Linked DNA regions of Zea mays: regions 1 and 2 are each linked to region 3. Evidence: chromatin contacts called from public Hi-C data. All regions are on one chromosome and are shown on one strand. Each heading gives the region's core, a stretch centred on a gene start, on an enhancer-like site or on the middle of the called end of the contact. The rest is flanking DNA. Distances are from core to core; before and after follow the strand shown. Region 1 holds the start of LOC100281436. Region 2 holds the start of LOC103628238 (mavicyanin). Region 3 holds the start of LOC100281412.

Region 1 (3,017 bases), core at 27-2,526, 190 kb before region 3:
GGCAGGGGGATCAGTCGCTCGTCGCCGTCGACGGTGGGTTGTAGCAAGCAAGCAAGCGACAAGAACCGCGCGATGGAACGTGGCACAGAGGGCGGCGTGACGTACTTCAAGCTCCGGACGGTGAACGGCGTCTCGGCCTGGCCGCGGCTGCCGGCGTCGCCGAAGTTGACGCGGCCGACGCCGTCGTCGCCGAAGCACATGGAGAAGCTGTCGGACGCGACGAGGCCGCTGGCGGCGAGCGCGCTGGGCACGGACACCTTGCCCATGCCGAGCCCCATGAGGCCGTCGACGGCGCCGCCGCCGCCGTCCAGGAACGCGCCCGTCTGCACCTGCCCGCACCCGAACACGACGGGCGCCTGCAGGGCCTCCCCGGCGGCGCCGGGGCCCGGGCGCTCCCGTGTGAGGTGGAGCACGTCCTGCACCAGCACCCCGGAGGAGGACGTGTTGGCGGACACGTACTGGACCTCGTACGGGCAGCTGCCGTTGGTCGCGGCGGAGCATCCGTTCCGCTGCCCGCACAGCGGGTTGTCGCACGCCACCTGCTTGCTCGTCGACGACCGCCGCGGGCTGTAGGGGCGCAGCGACGGCGCGTCCTGCCCCGTCCCGTTGGCGCTGGGGATGGTCGCGCACTGCCTGCAGTCGCACGGCACCCAGAAGAGGTCGCTGCCGGTGTCCAGCGCCACCAGGAACGTCGCGTTCGGCGTGCCCAGCTCCACCTCCGCGTAGTACAGCCTGCGATTGCAAAAAAAAAAAAAAAAACGAGGTGGGTTGGAGTGGAGCTACGAGCTTTGTTACTTAATTCGTCGATCGTCTTGGTTCGGGGGGATCAAAATTTGCAAGGAGGTGATAGGATGTGGGAAGGCGGAGGAACGCACGTTCCGGATTGGTAGGTGTCGTTGCCGGCGGCGAAGGTGAGGAGCCCGTCGTCGGCGCCGCCAGCGAGGGCGCGGCGGGCGCGGTCGTGGCGGGACAGCGCGGAGTAGTACTCCGGCGTGCCTCGAGCCGGCCACTGGTCCGCGGCGAGAGGGCCGCCCCGGGCCTCCGCCCACCGCCGGACCACCGGGGAGAACCGGTGGTGGAGGTCGAACCCGAAGCTGGACGCGTCCGCGGCGGCGATAAGCGACGCCACGACGACGACGGCCATGGCCAGGAGGAGGCCCGTGCGGCGGTGGCTGGAGCGAGCGTGAGCCATGACGTGGTGGCGTGGAGCACCGAGATCGAGCACGGGGAGGCGTGCAGTGCAGGGGCGGCAAGAAAGGTGGGGCGGGCCGAGGTGGTGGTGGCGAGGTTGGTGGGTTTGGAGCGGACGTGACATGTTTTCATGGCGGGAGGCCGGGGTAGGGGAGGAGGAGGACCGGCGGTCGCTAGTCAAAGTCCCCGGTGCCCGTTGTCAGCGTTGCGGAACGCGGAGCGAGAAAACGAGGGCCAAGTCCGGAGTGGCCTGGCCGCCGTGTGGAAGAAGACGGAAAAGGAGGTGGACGTGGCAAGGAATGAAGCCGGAGGTCGGTCGTTTCCGCGTAGGACTCCGTCGTTTTCAAGTACTCGTTGCAGCAGCCAGCAGCCATGCTTTTTTTTCTTTTCGTTTTGACTTTTTCTTCGTGGCGATGAATGATGAAGAGTGCTGGCTGCCATTGGTCTCGGTTTATATATATAGTTGGGCCCGGGCACCATGGGCCATGGCGAGGCCAGGTGGAGCCCTTGTGCGTAACAGATCGTGCTGCCTCGGCCTCTGTCTGCTGAAGGGCCGCGCGCGAAACAGCACTCGCCAGGCCGACAACACTATCTCGCCCATGTCAATATGTCATGTTGGTTCCTGAAGATAAATACTGCAAAGCATACGCATAGCTTGGCAAGGCTCGCGGCTCGCCCAATGCATCCTTGCCAACGTCACATGGTTTGCTCCACAGTTTGTCACACATATGTTTAGATAAATGGTTAGACTAGGTAAACGTCCCTGCGTTGCTACAAAGTGAACATATTATAATAAAATATATTAAAATTCAAAAAAAAAACTAATTACCATTTTGTGTTCTTGTTAGCATCTTTTAAAAATTAAGAATTTTTATAAACCTTAAAAGCCTTACACATCGAATGAATCTATCATGTGGAGTAAAATGTAATGCACCTTGGTGAAGGATTATAATTTCAAAGCCACTCCTCTGTCAGTTTCACAGTTAGACAGTGTAGATTATTGGGGAAAGATTATGCTGCTAACTTGCCAAACTCAGCACTCTAAACAATTAAGGTTGATGAGCACATGGGTGGGCGTCATTGCGGTGGCGACGAGCACAAGCCACATGCAAATCGTGGTCGGACGCCAATTGACCTTCGCCGCCATGCTCCTCCATAATCATGATTGGTTGTACCTTTGCAGAGCACGAGGGACCCCTTATGTTCTCAGTAATGTATATATATATATATATATATAATATAAAATATTCGACAAAATATTAGTGAGCAATGATTACATAAAAACGAACGCCACATATATTATCAACCTCAATATTTCATAAATTCTTTGTCAACAACCAATATAAAACTAAATTGATACAAATCAAATTATACTACAATGCAAATCATTCTGTTCAATTTGGCAAAACAGATCGAGTTTGACCCATTATTTCGTTAGTGGTCCTTCTCCAATAGCTTACTCAGCAACAGACATATCCTTAGATGTTGCGCACAAAAGAACTCAGTTACTTAGCTTGCCATTTCAAAAACTTGCCAGGCTCTTGCAGGCATTTCATCGAACTACCCTAATAGAACCTATAATCAACTCACTTGCAGTATATATAGAATTAGCAGGACTAAACACATTTTTACTCACCCCTTGAAAGAACAGTGGGTGAGATCCATATGCCTTTGTATTTACTTCCATAAATGTATGCGCCATTAGGAAGCAATAGAATTCGTGATCTGTAAGCCAAGATTATCTTGCTAAGCTCTCGGAACATAAGGATCCCATTTGGTGATGATGAATCAAATGTCAGTCTCTGAGCTTTGTTCAAAACAAATTC
Region 2 (2,929 bases), core at 166-2,665, 240 kb before region 3:
TAGGATAAAATGCGAATAAAAGTTGTATTGATTCGATTGTTGATGATTACAAATCGGCCGTAGACCTCTCTATTTATAGAGGAGGGGGGCTGGACCCTTTACACAACTGATTCCGAGCTAATCCCGCGAATATAGCTAACAACCGTAGCACAAAACTCGGAACCCTAATCTGTTCTGCGCACGCGCGGACCGTCCGGCCCACAGGCGCGGACCGTCCGGACCGCGGACCGTCCGGCCTCAGGACCGGACAGTCCGCCGGCTCATTTCTGGTTCGAACACCAATGAAATCGAAATTTCGCAGAAAAATGCAACATATGATAACATGAACACTGTGCACTGTCCAGTCAAAATAAGAAAGAAACCGCCAATGAGAGCATCAAACACATACATCTGGACCGGGTAGCAGTACGTTACCAACAACTGCTTATATTATTGTTTACACCAGTTATTATGTGATTGTAGCAAGCTGTCCAGTTTATATTTTTAGTAGGTCAATTAGGCAATGCATAATTATGTTGTAGGCATGGTGGTTCATCTAAGCACATTGCTTTCCTTAATGGAAAAAAAACAAATGTTGGTACATATTTTTATCAATCAATTTTAAAATGTATAAAATGTTTTTTGGGAAAATTTTCTAACCGGAGGTGTGTCTCGCCAAACATTGGGACTATTGCTCTGTTTCAGTCAGTGACACGCCGCGACAAAATGGCCGCCGGGACTATTGCACAAAATGGCCTAGTAACTGGTATTCATCAACGCCAGGACCCCGAGAGCCAGACACGCCGCCGCCCAAGCCCAACCCAGGCGACCTTTGGCTGTCGTCGTCGACGCCGCGCTGCCGTCCGGCGGCGGGGGATTCACAGTCATCGGCGGCCCGCCGCTTCCTCCTCCTCCTCCTGCCGCGCCAGCGGAGACGTTGACGGCGACCCTCATGCCTCCTTGGCAGTGGCCGGGGACATCGCAGATGAACCAGTAGCCCCTCGCCTCGGCGAGCACCACGCGGTCGTAGCCGCTGGTGTACTTGGCGCGCACGCCGTCGCCGTCGCCGTCGCCGCCGGCGGTGTCGCAGGACCGGTAGACCTCCTCGGTCACCTCGTACACGTTGTGCTGGGTGCTCACGTACTGGAAAACTGCACGCAGCTAGCGGGTAGGTCACACGGATCAGTACGAAACTCAGCTCGATCATCATGCGCGAATATGTACGAGCCGAGCCGAGGCGAGCAGGCGGTGGCTCTGGTGAGCTCACCTAGGACGTCCCCGACGGCGAAGGCGTGCGCCCTTGCCCAGGCGGCGTAGTTGACGCCGGACCCAGAGTCCCAGCCGTAGCCGACGTCGCCGACCACGTACTCGGCGGCGCTAGCGCGGCGCGCCGGCCACAGAAGCAGCAGGGAGGCGAAGGCCAGCAGCTGCTGCATCGCCATATATATCACGGCTGCTGTGTAAATTTTGCTTGCGTGCGTGGTGGTGACTGGCGCGGATGGAGTGCTGCCCGCGGCGGCCGGCGGGGGTGGTTGTGTTGTGGACTTAGCTTGTGGTATATATATGGCAGGATGCTCAAGCTCAACTCAGCACTTGTGTTATGGCTACTTAGGGTGTGTTTGGTTTGATGTCAAAGTAGGATAAGTCGGGGGCGTCACTGTCCCCTAAATTTTTTGGATCACACCGCCCTCAAAAATCACTCCGGTGTTCATCTCGCCCCTGTTTGACTCTTAACCAAACACTATAGAAAACATGGCCGCCTTATTCCATCTCTCTTTGTATATTCAACCAAACGCACCCTTAACGACGCTTCCGGTCCAGGACGAGGCGGAGCGGCAGAGCCGACGCTGACGGCGACGGACCCTTCCAAGTGCTGCTGCGCGGACACTTGGAGGAGGTCAGTGAGGCGAGGTCGCTGCTCCCTTGCTAGGTGGATCCTTGGATGACAATTGGATCGACGTCTGCCGCGGCAGCCTGGTCCACGTGACGCAGCAGGCCGGCTGCTGGATTCTGGGCCTCACACGGCAGGCCAGCCCAATTGCAAGCTAGCACGGTTCCCTGCTGCCAAATTCTTTGCATGGTTGGTTGGCACTTGGCAGATCAATACAACAAGTCTTGATCAAGAGGCAAGAGCAGTAATAAAAACCAGATGAGCGACGGGGGGGCAACGGGTTTAATTAGGGAAGCCACGCGCGGCGCGGATACGGTTGCGTGAACGTGCACATCAGCTAGCTAGGTCTAGAATCATTCATATCACCACCCCGGACGTAAACGATCGATGGAGCCCTCCACCACTTCTCTCTCATATATCCATATCGATGTGGATCGCCGACAAGCGCGCGGTCCATGCATGGATCTGCATGCGGCCTCTCGCTCTTCTCTTTCTTCTTCCTCTAGCTTCCTGGTTCTTTCTTCTTTTGTATGCCTGCTAGCTGCCATCCGATCCGAAGAAGACCGCGATGCTCCGGGTCCAGCGGAGGATCCTCCGGTCGCGTGGCGTGGACGATTGTACGAGAGAAAGAGAGAGAGAGAGAGAGAGAGAGAGAGAGAGAGAGAGAGATCAGGATTGGCGATTTGCATGCCAAATCGCAATGCTGCGTGCTGGAGAGAGATATGGACACACACACAACAGTGATGCTGCCCAAGCAACGAGACGGTACGTACGTATCTCCGCATGCATGATATGCATGTATCTATCTGTGCCCGGCCCTGGGAATAATGTCGCGTGCTTTCGTCCGTCTCGTCTCGTCGTCCCTTTCTCTGCCGTGTTGCCTCTGTACGTGTCCTTTTCCTTCCTTAATAGCTCGAGCCTGTATCCAGAAAGAAGAAGCCAGCTAGCTAGCTCTCTCTCTCTCTCTCTCTCTCTCTCTCTCTCTGTTGGCGCGTGGGTGGGGGTGGCTTGTGGGCTCTCTTTCTTGCCTTGCAAGAGCTAGCTTTCTCTTGGATCATC
Region 3 (3,076 bases), core at 495-2,994:
GAATTTTGGAGGCCGCTCCGCTATAATTCACCGGACTGTCCGGTGTAGCACCGGACTGTCCGGTGTAGCATCGGACTATCCGGTGTGCGAGCGGAGCAACGGCTACTTCGCGCCAACGGTCGTCTGCAGAGGACATTAAATGCGCTACAGTGCGCGCCTACGCGCGCAGAAGTCAGAGCAGGCGCCAGAAGGTGCACCGGACAGTCTATAGGACCTGTCCGGTGTACCACCGGACTGTCCGGTGCACCAGTTATCAGAAGCTCCAACGGTCAAACCCTAACGGTTGGGTGACGTGGCTGGCGCACCGGACTGTCCGGTGCGCCATACGACAGAAGCCATCCCCAACGGCCATTTTGGTGGTTGGGGCTATAAATACCCCAACCACCCCCACTCTTCAAGGCATCCAAGCATTCACTACATCTCATTCAATACAAGAGCAATTAACAACACTCCAAGACACAAATCAAAGCCTCCGATCGAATCAAAGTCCCCAATTCAACTCTAGTTCTTAGGACTTGTGAGAAGATCGACTTGTGTTCTTTTGTTGCTCTTGTTGCTTGGTTGGCTTTCTTCTTTCTCTCATTCTTACTCTCGAAACCTTGTAAGCGAAGCAAGAGATACCAATTGTGTGGTGGTCCTTGCGGGGTCTAAGTGACCCGGGAAATCAAGGAAGGAAGCTCACTCGGTCTGACCGTTTGAGAGAGGGAAATGATTGAAGGAGACCCGGTCTTTGTGACCACCTCAACGGGGAGTAGGTTTGCAAGAACCGAACCTCGGTAAAACAAATTACAGTGTCATCCATTCTTATTTGCTTGTGATTTGCTTCGCCTTCTCTTTTGGACTCACTTATATTTCTAACGCTAACCCCGGCTTGTAGTTGTGCTTAAGTTTATAATTTTTAGATTCCGCCTATTCACCTCCTCTAGACGACTTTCACTTTCCATAGAGAGATGGGTCGGGATTGGCTTGGACTGCGGCGCCGTTGGTGGGGGAGGAAGCCGGGGAAGGAAGTGGCGTATAAGGAAGGAAGCCGCGCGTTCGCATGATGATTCCTGTGATTGCGCGAAGGGAGGATAGCAGAACAGTGCACCTGTGGACGCCTACAATAAAGCCTTATAGAGTAGTAATAGATTCTAAAACTAAATTTTTTCCAGCTTATTTTGTAAAACATCAAATAATTCTTGCTATGCTACTAGAAAACTCGAAAATTGGACTCCAAAAATTTAGGGGACCTGTTGCGCTGGGCAGTCGACGGCCTGGTGCCGTGACCAGCGACCCAATTTGAAGAACGCCGTTGTAGAGTAACGTATTTTACCATTTTTTTCGGTTTTTACAGGTATGAAATTAGGATTCCTCTGCCTTTTTTTTACTTGTCTACCCACACCACACGTCGTCGTCTAGCGTGTCTGTTGGAACGGCCAGCCCACGCCACGCCTACGGTTCGCGCCACTTGCGGGCGCGGATCACCACCGCCGTCCGCCGGTGATCCCCTCGTCCGCCGCTGGCGGTTCGGTTCACCCTCGCCGTCCGTCATCTCTGACTCCGACGGGTCGTGCTCACACGCCCACCCAAGTCTCCCCAACCCTGCACCTGGTCTGCTCCCAGCTCCCAGCTCCCAGCTCACCTCGTGTCGGGTCGGGTCGGTCCGAGCCGGACCGGGCCGGAGCGCGCCACCCAACCCGTTTTGCGGCTGCTCCGGTCCGCTTTTCCCCCTCTTCCTCTGCTATTCTCCAGTCCCCCCCTCCCCCGTCCCCCACCCACTCCCTCGTCCAGAGTCCAGACCCAGAAGGAGAGGGAGACAGAGGAGAGGAGGAGCAGCGTGGCGACGCCCAAATCGAGCGACCTGATCGAGGCCCCTCGCCCCAACTCGCTGAATCCCAATCCGAGCCCGCCAATTGGGCGCCCCGCCCACGCCAAGGTGCGACTTTTTTGCCTTCCTCCCCTCCTCCTGGAGCCGCGTGCGGCGTGCCCCAGGACTGGGCTGGGGGCTTCTGCTTGATTCGAATCAGCGTGCCTGTTCTATTAGTTTTCGGCGCTTGCGTGCCCTGGTACAGTGCCAATTTTGTGTTTTTTTTGGCTCGTGGGCTAAGAGAAATCATGTTTTGTTCCTCCAATTGACGGGGGTGCCTGTCATGTGTGTGGGATGCACGTGCACATGATTCAGAAGAGGAGTATAGTGTTCTCGGCGAAATTAATGTGTCAATTGTGGTGTGCAATCGTATCTTTCAAGTTTCCCTGTTTGATTGGTGGTGATGATGCGGTTCATCCGCGTTGTGAAGCATAAGGACTCAGGGAGAGCTTAATAATCTACCTTGACGAGGGGAGGAGGTTTTGTGTAGTTATAGTTCCTGGGGATTGGCTTTGATTGGCATTTACATGCCTCTAATACATATATATTTCTTGTCCGGTGGTAGGAGTCCTACAAAATTGTGCATTTGTCATTAGATTTTTAGTATTTGAAGTTCGATGCTAGCTTTGAATAATTGTTGGATTGACATGTCATGTTTATTCCCATTTTTACTCTAGTGCTATTAAGGAGTTTCTTGGGGTCCAAGGGGTTTAGAGAGCAGTTATGCCAACATTTATATAATACCTGTAGCGTTATTTGTTAACTGGTATGAAGAAACATCGTTAGCCACTTATCCTTGATTTGTGCTTCCAGGCTGAAAGTCAGTGGAGTTCTCAGTTCTCACCAACATTCAGAAAACTGTTGGCTCGCTGACAAGTCCAACTGTGTTTTTCTTGGACTACAGATGAAGCGAGCTCGAAGGCGTATGTGCAAGAGATGACTGATGAGGGATGCTAGTGACATTGATGAACTTGTTACGGGCGTGCTGGCGACCGTCATCGAACCGGCATGCCCGAACAGGCTCAGATGTTACCGGTAGGCAGGATGGACTTCTATGGTACAAGGACGCCGGGCAGCATGTCAACGGGGAGTTTTCCATGGCTGTTGTTCAGGCCAATAACTTACTTGAGGACCAGTGTCAGATTGAGTCGGGCCCACTGAGTTTTCTAGATTCCGGACCATATGGCACTTTTGTTGGCGTTTACGATGGACATGGTGGTCCAGAGA

What was found. Hi-C and Micro-C count contacts between places; a contact is called where the count stands out from the background.
Region 1: a Hi-C map of bundle sheath shows a contact between it and region 3, with 8 times the contacts expected there. The contact joins the promoter of LOC100281436 here to the promoter of LOC100281412 in region 3. A contact is called at or near these places in 4 of 25 Hi-C or Micro-C datasets (bundle sheath, ear, leaf and 1 more).
Region 2: a contact with region 3 is called in a Hi-C map of leaf, with 8 times the contacts expected there. The contact joins the promoter of LOC103628238 here to the promoter of LOC100281412 in region 3. A contact is called at or near these places in 2 of 25 Hi-C or Micro-C datasets (both in leaf).

The regions. Positions count from the first base shown.
Region 1 is chr5:63,846,000-63,849,016 of Zm-B73-REFERENCE-NAM-5.0, reverse strand. LOC100281436 reads right to left here and starts at 1,276. Exons shown (of 7, transcript NM_001368012.1): 1 at 876-1,276; 2 at 106-732. The coding sequence starts at 1,192.
Region 2 is chr5:63,901,857-63,904,785 of Zm-B73-REFERENCE-NAM-5.0, reverse strand. It overlaps LOC103628238 (mavicyanin), which reads right to left and starts at 1,415. Exons shown (of 2, transcript XM_008648477.1): 1 at 1,247-1,415; 2 at 736-1,130. The coding sequence starts at 1,415. The coding sequence ends at 736. LOC103628237 (putative UPF0496 protein 2) reads left to right here and starts at 2,238. Exons shown (of 2, transcript XM_023300129.1): 1 at 2,238-2,635. The coding sequence starts at 2,401.
Region 3 is chr5:63,658,066-63,661,141 of Zm-B73-REFERENCE-NAM-5.0, reverse strand. It overlaps LOC100281412, which reads left to right and starts at 1,744. Exons shown (of 5, transcript NM_001368005.1): 1 at 1,744-1,918; 2 at 2,663-3,076. The coding sequence starts at 2,800.